2 separate regions of the Rattus norvegicus genome follow, and region 2 is linked to region 1. Evidence: chromatin contacts called from public Hi-C data. All regions are on one chromosome and are shown on one strand. Each heading gives the region's core, a stretch centred on a gene start, on an enhancer-like site or on the middle of the called end of the contact. The rest is flanking DNA. Distances are from core to core; before and after follow the strand shown.

Evidence for each region. Hi-C and Micro-C count contacts between places; a contact is called where the count stands out from the background.
Region 2: a Hi-C map of the A7r5 cell line shows a contact between it and region 1, with 1.8 times the contacts expected there. The contact joins two enhancer-like sites. A contact is called at or near these places in 6 of 12 Hi-C or Micro-C datasets (the A7r5 cell line, frontal cortex, kidney and 3 more).

The regions. Positions count from the first base shown.
Region 1 is chr2:240,576,661-240,580,338 of GRCr8, reverse strand. It overlaps a transcript of Adgrl2 not described here. Among named protein-coding and RNA genes, the nearest start is that of Adgrl2, 83 kb to the right of the region's middle. Within about 2 kb of position 2,133, at least 14 of the 93 cell types and tissues checked have an H3K27ac peak or open chromatin away from gene starts, as enhancers often do. A contact at or near this core is called in the A7r5 cell line, where this site is marked.
Region 2 is chr2:240,871,610-240,875,287 of GRCr8, reverse strand. It overlaps a transcript of Adgrl2 not described here. Among named protein-coding and RNA genes, the nearest start is that of Adgrl2, 380 kb to the right of the region's middle. Within about 2 kb of position 1,872, at least 3 of the 93 cell types and tissues checked have an H3K27ac peak or open chromatin away from gene starts, as enhancers often do. A contact at or near this core is called in the A7r5 cell line, where this site is marked.

The sequences.
Region 1 (3,678 bases), core at 884-3,383:
CACTAAATAGATTACAAAAAACAAAAACAAAAAACAAAAACCTATCCTGAGCTATATGTAGTTAAAATTTTCACAATGTTGTCTTCTTACAGAACTTGGAAGTGTTTACATTTAAATTTAAAACTACACGTAAAGTGCACACAAACTTTTCAACCTCCTCTTTAAGCCCACAGTAATCGCCCTGACTGAATTCCCTTCAGAGACCCTGTTTTTCTAAGTGTTTTTTTTAAATGACCAAAAATAGCTTTTAAATATTTCTAACCAGAAGGACAGCAACATTCAATCAAATTAATATTATCAGTGTGGCGATTATTTGAATATCTTTGATGTCAGAACCATTCCTCAGAATGTTAAAATTTCCCTGCCTTTGAAATCAAAGAATAGATACTTTTCTTTCTTACTGTAATATAAAATATAAATATTAAAATTTTATCAAAAAATTGAACACACAAAAGGAAACTGTAAACTTTGCCAAGGATTTTGATAAAAATTTAATTTGTTTTCAAATATCTTATCTAGGAAATATATAAAACATAAGCTAGCCGCCAGTGTGCTACCCATTTTACTGGTGTCTGTAGACAGGCCACGGTCGGCTGCTGGGTGTTCACCTCTGGACTGTATCTTCCAAAGGCTGCGGTATATATTATAATGCAGGAAAATGTCAGTCCTGAACTGGGAGAGTTATACCTCAGCTACAACCCTGCCTTTACCTGCTAGTTGTATAGCTTGTTCAACTTCTCCTCTCTTTTAAACTTGGGAACGTGTACCCTCTGGAGTTAGTTGATCACGAAAACATTCTTTTAAATGAAGCAGGTAAAATACAAACAAAACCGAAAAAAACCTTTCAAGCATAGTTTAGTTACTTGCATGTAGAAAACAATTTCTTTCATTAATGGTTATTCTTCAACACATGGATGTCTCTTCTTTTAGTCTTTATTTCCTTAGTATCTGTTTCTTTCCTGTGTGTTACGTAGATTGTGTGTTATGTGGGTGTGTGTGCTGTGTAGACTGTGTTATGTAGAAGTGTGTGCTGTGGAGATCGTGTGTTATATGGATGTGTTAGGCAGATGTATGATGTGTAGATGTGTGCTATATAGATGTGTGTGAATGCACTGGGATCAGAGGTTTGACATAAATTATCTTTTTCTATAATCTCCCACTTTTTAATGTCTCTCTCTGAAGCTGGAAGTCACCGTCTTCCTCGTTGGCTAGGCAGTGAACCCATAGGGGCGGCTCCTCTCCCTGCACTGGCGTTAGGGATGTGTCTCCCCACACTTGGCTTGTGTATGTATTCCGGAACCTGACCCTAGGTTTCACAGCAAGTACTTTACCTCTCCTCTCACTGATAGGAAGAAACATAAAATAAAAAAAGAAAGCATTTGCATTTTCAAATCGAGCCCTTTTCTTTCATACTGGAAACCAAACCACTCTGAGTAAAGATCTTGAGGGACATAGAATTCAGTTCAATAATTCCAAGCATTTGCTGTTTTGCACGCATTTCCCTCTAAATGGCATCCCATAAAGAGTTACCAATAGAACAAAAAATGCCACAGGTCACATGGTGTGAGCACAGCCCTTGAGAGCACCTGGATGTCTGGGCTAAGTAGACAGTTCTAGGTCAGCCCTGGCCATATAACAAAACTGCTTCCCAGATAGAACCCTCCAGACAACTTGTAACTGTAACGGACAATGATTTAGTCCTCAGATTAACACTTCAAATAGTAGGTGTTTTCCTGTTACAACTGTTATTATCTGATCCAGCAGGACTGGGGATGTCCATTAGGAGCGATGGGGTCAGCAGGTGAAGCTCGCTGGAACATTTTGTGCTCAGTTATAAGCTGTGCAGTCACTCCTAGGCCGAATTTGTAGCTGCTTGTGGACAGGAGTCTGAAGTTTTGAGGCTGGCTTGGAACTTAGTATGTAGTTAGTCCAGTTTTGCCTTTGACTTCAGATCCCCCCTGCCTCAGCCTGTCACGCAACGGCAGATTACAGATAGGAGCCAGCATCCAGCTCGAAAGACAAAGCATTTCTGGTTTTCAAGTCACTGAATCATTGCTTTCCCAGGAACCCAACATTCTGAGTTGCTGCTCACTTAGCAAATATAGAACGTGGAGTCATCACTGGAATGCTTTGGCCAGATCACCACTTAACCTCCCTGCCGAAGCGAGAGGCTCTCTTCCAAATCAAGCAGGAAAGGCCTGAAAGAACGAAAATAAAAGACACCGACTTTGCCAAACAGTGATGTCAGTAGTAAGGAAGTCGAGAGACAAAATGGAAGAAATGAATTTGGAAAGAAAGCTAGCCTTGTAAGGAGACAAATGGGATACAGAGAATGAAATGCTTTCAAGCAGCCTGATGGCCGGGTTTGAGATCGAGGGTCCTTGGAGGAGACTTGGGATTAGATTAGGTGAAGGAAGTAAAGAATGAAGGGAAGGAATAGAGGGGCCTGTATGTCTAGGGCTGGTGTCTTGAGAGAGAAAGGGCAGCCAGCAGCAGTGGCTGCAGCTGATGGATTGGCCTGTGCAAGAGCAGACTTGAAGGCTCCGTGCTGTGATAGTCACAGAGCACCTGACCCGACCATCCAAAGGAGTTACTTAAAATTACAGTTGGCTCCCCTCCTCCTCCTCCTCCTCCTCCTCCTCCTCCTCCTCCTCTTCCTCCCCCTCCTCTTCTTCCTCCTCCTCTTCCTCTTCCTCCTCCTCCCCTCCTCTCCTCTTCCTCCTCCTTCTCTCCCTCCTCCTCCCCTTCCTCCTCCTTCTCTCCCTCCTCCTCCCCTTCCTCCTCTTCCTCCTCCTCTTTCTCCTCCTCCTCTTCCTTCTCTCCCTCTTCCTCCTCTTCCTCCTCCTTCTCTCCCTCCTCCTCCCCTTCCTCCTCTTCCTCCTCCTCTTTCTCCTTCTCCTCTTCCTTCTCTCCCTCCTCCTCCTCTTTCTCCTCTTCCTCCTCTCCCCCTTCCTCCTCCTCTTCCTCCTCCTTTTCTCGACTCCTGCTCAGTTCCTTTAAAGAGAAGGGAAATACAAATGACTCATTTACCGGATGTACTGTAGGAACTATTACTAGAAAAATAAAGAAAGGAAGCCTAGGCAAATGTAACTGTATCAGAAAGAAAAGGGACAAACTGGAGCTGTATTCCGTTAACCTGCTGTGACTTATCATGCACACTTCATCTTTTCTCCCAGCACAGAGTCCCTAGTACTATGTATGATGTCCACATACAAGTTTCTGTTGTGGCCATGTACAGAGAAAGCAGTGAGCATTCCCTTATATCATCTACCTTTCTGCCTGTCTGCCTGTCTGTCTATCTATCCATCTATTTATCATCTACCTATCTATCATCTGTGTCTGTCTGTCTGCCTGTCTATCTCTATCTCTGTCTATCTATCCATCTATTTATCATCTATCTGTGTCTGTCTGTCTATTTATCATCTACCTATCTATCATCTGTGTCTGTCTGTCTGCCTGTCTATCTCTATCTCTGTCTATCTATCCATCTATTTATCATCTATCTGTGTCTGTCTGTCTATTTATCATCTACCTATCTATCATCTGTCTATCTATCCATCTACTGTCTATCTGTCTATCCATCCAGCATATATCACATATATGATATACATATAATATATATATATTACATATATATTCTTTCATTCAGTTTCATCTGCTCCATAATGGTTTATTTGG
Region 2 (3,678 bases), core at 623-3,122, 300 kb before region 1:
ACACACACACACAGAGAGAGAGAGAGACAGAGACAGAGACACACAGAGACACACAGAAACAGAGACAGACATACAGACAGAGAGAGAGAGACAGAGACAGAGAGACAGAGAAAAGTTTTCAAGGAAATTATAAAAATAAAATAAAAAGGATCTGAGTCACCCCCATAAGAGCTCCAAAATTAGAAATATGTCTAATATATCTGTGAATTCTTCATAAAGCTTACTCAAAGCAGTCCTTTCTGGAGTGACCCGATGCAGTTGGCAGTCAGGCTGCTTGGTCTACAAGCCTTCTTCTGTGTTGTGTCTTTTCTCAGTGAATCATCGTGGGAAACAGTAGCTCACTGCGCGTCTCCTGGCACCTACTGTCACCTTCTCTTTCCAGGAGAAACTTGTGTGTCCGTAAACATTTTCTGCTTTGGGATAAACTGCAAAGAGAACTACAGAGGTGTCAATAAGTCACAAGGTTAGGAGAACAGGATTGGGGCTCACAGGGGGGATATCCCGGTGAGTAGGCCTTTCACACACTGAGTACTTTAAAGAGAAAGATGTTCAAAGACGCTCAGAGTCCCTCTGTGGCCTTTTGCCTCCCTCCTGTCTGAGGGCTACCATTCTGTGCTTCTTCCCCGAAGCAATTCACAGAAATCAGAATGCCTCTTCCCCTCAAGGCAGGTCAGAGCACTAGAAATACGCTCTGACCTTCCCCCGCCACCCTATGTGCGGCCAAAGAGGAATTCCGTGACCTAATTCTCTGATTGTACAGTAAGGTTCTGCCCCATACCTGGGAGGAAGGAATGTGTCACAGAAACATGAAGAGGCCTCTCAGCCGCCCAGCCTTGCTGGCCTCCCCTCTCTGTCCAAGCATCTGATCATTTTCTTTCGTCCATTCTCACTTCTCTATACTCTGCTGCTTCCCACGGACTTGTGCATGGTTCTGTTAGTGGCTGTCCCTGCCCCTCGGAAGTGTGACACACAGCTCTACCCCTCTGACAATCTTCTCAAGCCCAATTGTAAAACTTGGTTTCCCTGGTCCGCCGAGTCTTGTGAGTGAAGCCCTGTGCCACAGAACTCCTGATTAAAGGAATCTGTATTTGTTCTTCTGTCATGGTGTCTTCCGTCATAGCAGTGTGAGCCATCGGTCCTGTTCTGTCCGATCTGGTCACTTTGGGAGAGACGCGTTCCTTCTAAACAACCAGCCCACCCTGGTGTTAGAAATGGCTCCACTCCCTAAATCATTAATCAGCCTGATTTCTACGAACTCTCAGTTGGTTGCATGTTCTATGAAAAGCACAGGCTGCTGCTTGGAAGAACTTGTGGTGAGGAGACTCAAGTATTCACTTCCCTCTACTGTACCTTGAACTGCGCTACTGAGGCCCCCTCGCTTTCTTTATAAAACAGTGGTTTTATAATTCAAAATACACACATACACGCGCACACACACACACACACACACACATATAGTGCATACACACACACACACACACACACACACACACACACACACACACACACACACAGTGGTTTCCAGAGCTGCTCTTTCAAAAGACTAGATTCATTCCCAGTGCTAGCAGGCAAACACACTCACAACAGTCTGTAACTCCGTTCCCAAAGAACTGGAGACTTCATTCTGCCCTACCCAGGCATTAGACCCACACGGTACGCAGGCAGAGATGCAGACAAAACACTCATATACATAAAGTAAATATATTAAGAAAAAGCTGACAAGCAGTGCGGGCTCTGCAGAATCATTTTCTTGGCAACAATAAAATGAAATAGAAAGGATTATGCAGTTACACACATGTGTGAATGTAGCAGCAGAGAGAAGCTGACAAGAAGACGAAAAGCACATGGCCTCCCGCCTTCAGACTGAAACACAGAGGCGTAGCCTGAGCCAGTGACCACAGACCTCCAGGCAGTAACAAGCCCTTGTAGAAAAATAAAGCAAGAGGCTGAGAATTGGTCTCAGTTTGAACAAGTGCTTGCTTAGCACGTAAGAAGTCCCGAGTTCAACCCCCAGTGCTTATGATCTGGGTGTGGAGGGCGGGCACACACCTGCAATTTTAGTCCTTTGGATATAGAGGCTGGTGTGCTGGCAGTCTGATGGCCTCTTCTGCTGTAGAGCCAGGCTAGCCTGGGCTACAGAAGACCCAGCCAGCAAGGGGCAAATGGAAGGGAGAAAAGAAGAAAAAGAAGAAAAGAAAAGAATGGGAAAGACATGGAAATGGGGGGAGGAAGGGCTAGGAGCTAGAGGATGGGTTTTAGCACTGTGGTTAGAGCAGCGAGGAGAGCTCCTTCAGGGTCCCAGGACACACATTTCCAGTCAAATGCTGTAAGGTGGGAAGGGGCTTGGTGAGTTTCAGGAAACTGCTGCTGCTGAAGCCCCTCCCCCACCGGGGGCTAGTGGCATAGGAGTCACAACTCATTCCCGACAAAGCTCTCTTGCACTCTGAGTTGATGGCTTTCCTTCCTCAGCCCCACCCACTCCAGTTACCATGCCCTTACTTTAAGAAATGACTGAAGATTCCAATTCCCTTCTTCGGTCTTGTTGGTGTAGTTCAGTTCTGGCTTGGCAATATAGGATGGTGGCAACCTTATATGGTTCTTTTATATCTTCCAAACTGATTCATGGAATGCTAAACTCCATTAAGTGCTGACTTAAGACGCGGACCAAGTGGCATCGTCACAGCTCCCGTTTCTTTTATCTTAACAATTTTGGTTACTTGATATTTTCCTAGTTTGTTCTCAAAATGCTAACACTACACTCTAAGTCCTCCCACTGTAAGTTTGGCTTATGTTTTTTTTTCCAATATGAAAAAGTGGCAGTACTAGTCATCCCTGATTCTTTAATGAAAAGGTATACCAGCAGTTTAGTTACAGGAAAGCAGCCTCTTCTAAGGCCCTTAATAAAAAAAAAACATATAAATTAACTTTGGGAAGCAGAGAATGTAAGGAGCTGGCCATTGCCTGTTTTCCCCCAACTGATGTACAGAGCACAGATGATTCTGTGTCTGTATCTTACAGGTGAAGAAGGGGACTGAGAGGTCTGCCATCTCTTTCAGGGAGAAAAAAAGAAAGGAAGGAAGGAAGGAGGTAGGGAAGAGAGAGAGAGAGAGAGAGAGAGAGAGAGAGAGAGAGAGAGAGAGGGAGGGAGGGAGAGAGAGAGATTGATTTTTTGGGAGGATTGACTCCTGGTGGCTGGGATAAGAAAGAAATGCCACTAAGCCTAACCACAACTTGAGAGGATGAAAAGTGAGTCCCTAGTCACCGCTCACCACAGATCCCTCTGATAAATGCCGGGAAAGCAAGGAAGAAATGTCTTCTGATGGGGCCACAAACATGGGCCCTGGAGACTCTCTCACTCCCAGGCCAGCCACTCTGCCGAAGCGAGGTGCACAGGAAAGGGTGGGAGATGGTTAGTAGGGGAATTAGCAGCCCCTGATCACTCAAAGCAGGCCTGGGATAGAACTGATTTAAAATGAAAGCCCCTGTAAATGTAAAAGCAGAGAGAGTAGCGGGGAGGAAATGGGATTTCATTGGGTTATTTTTAATCTGGGGATTCTAGTAGAGACCAGGAAGAACAAGGAGTGATTATTTATTATCTATCTCCTTATTTACTTTTCCAAACCCAGAGTACTTGGTCTGCTTTTCCTGGGAGGATAAGCAAACGGGGACTGCTGTATT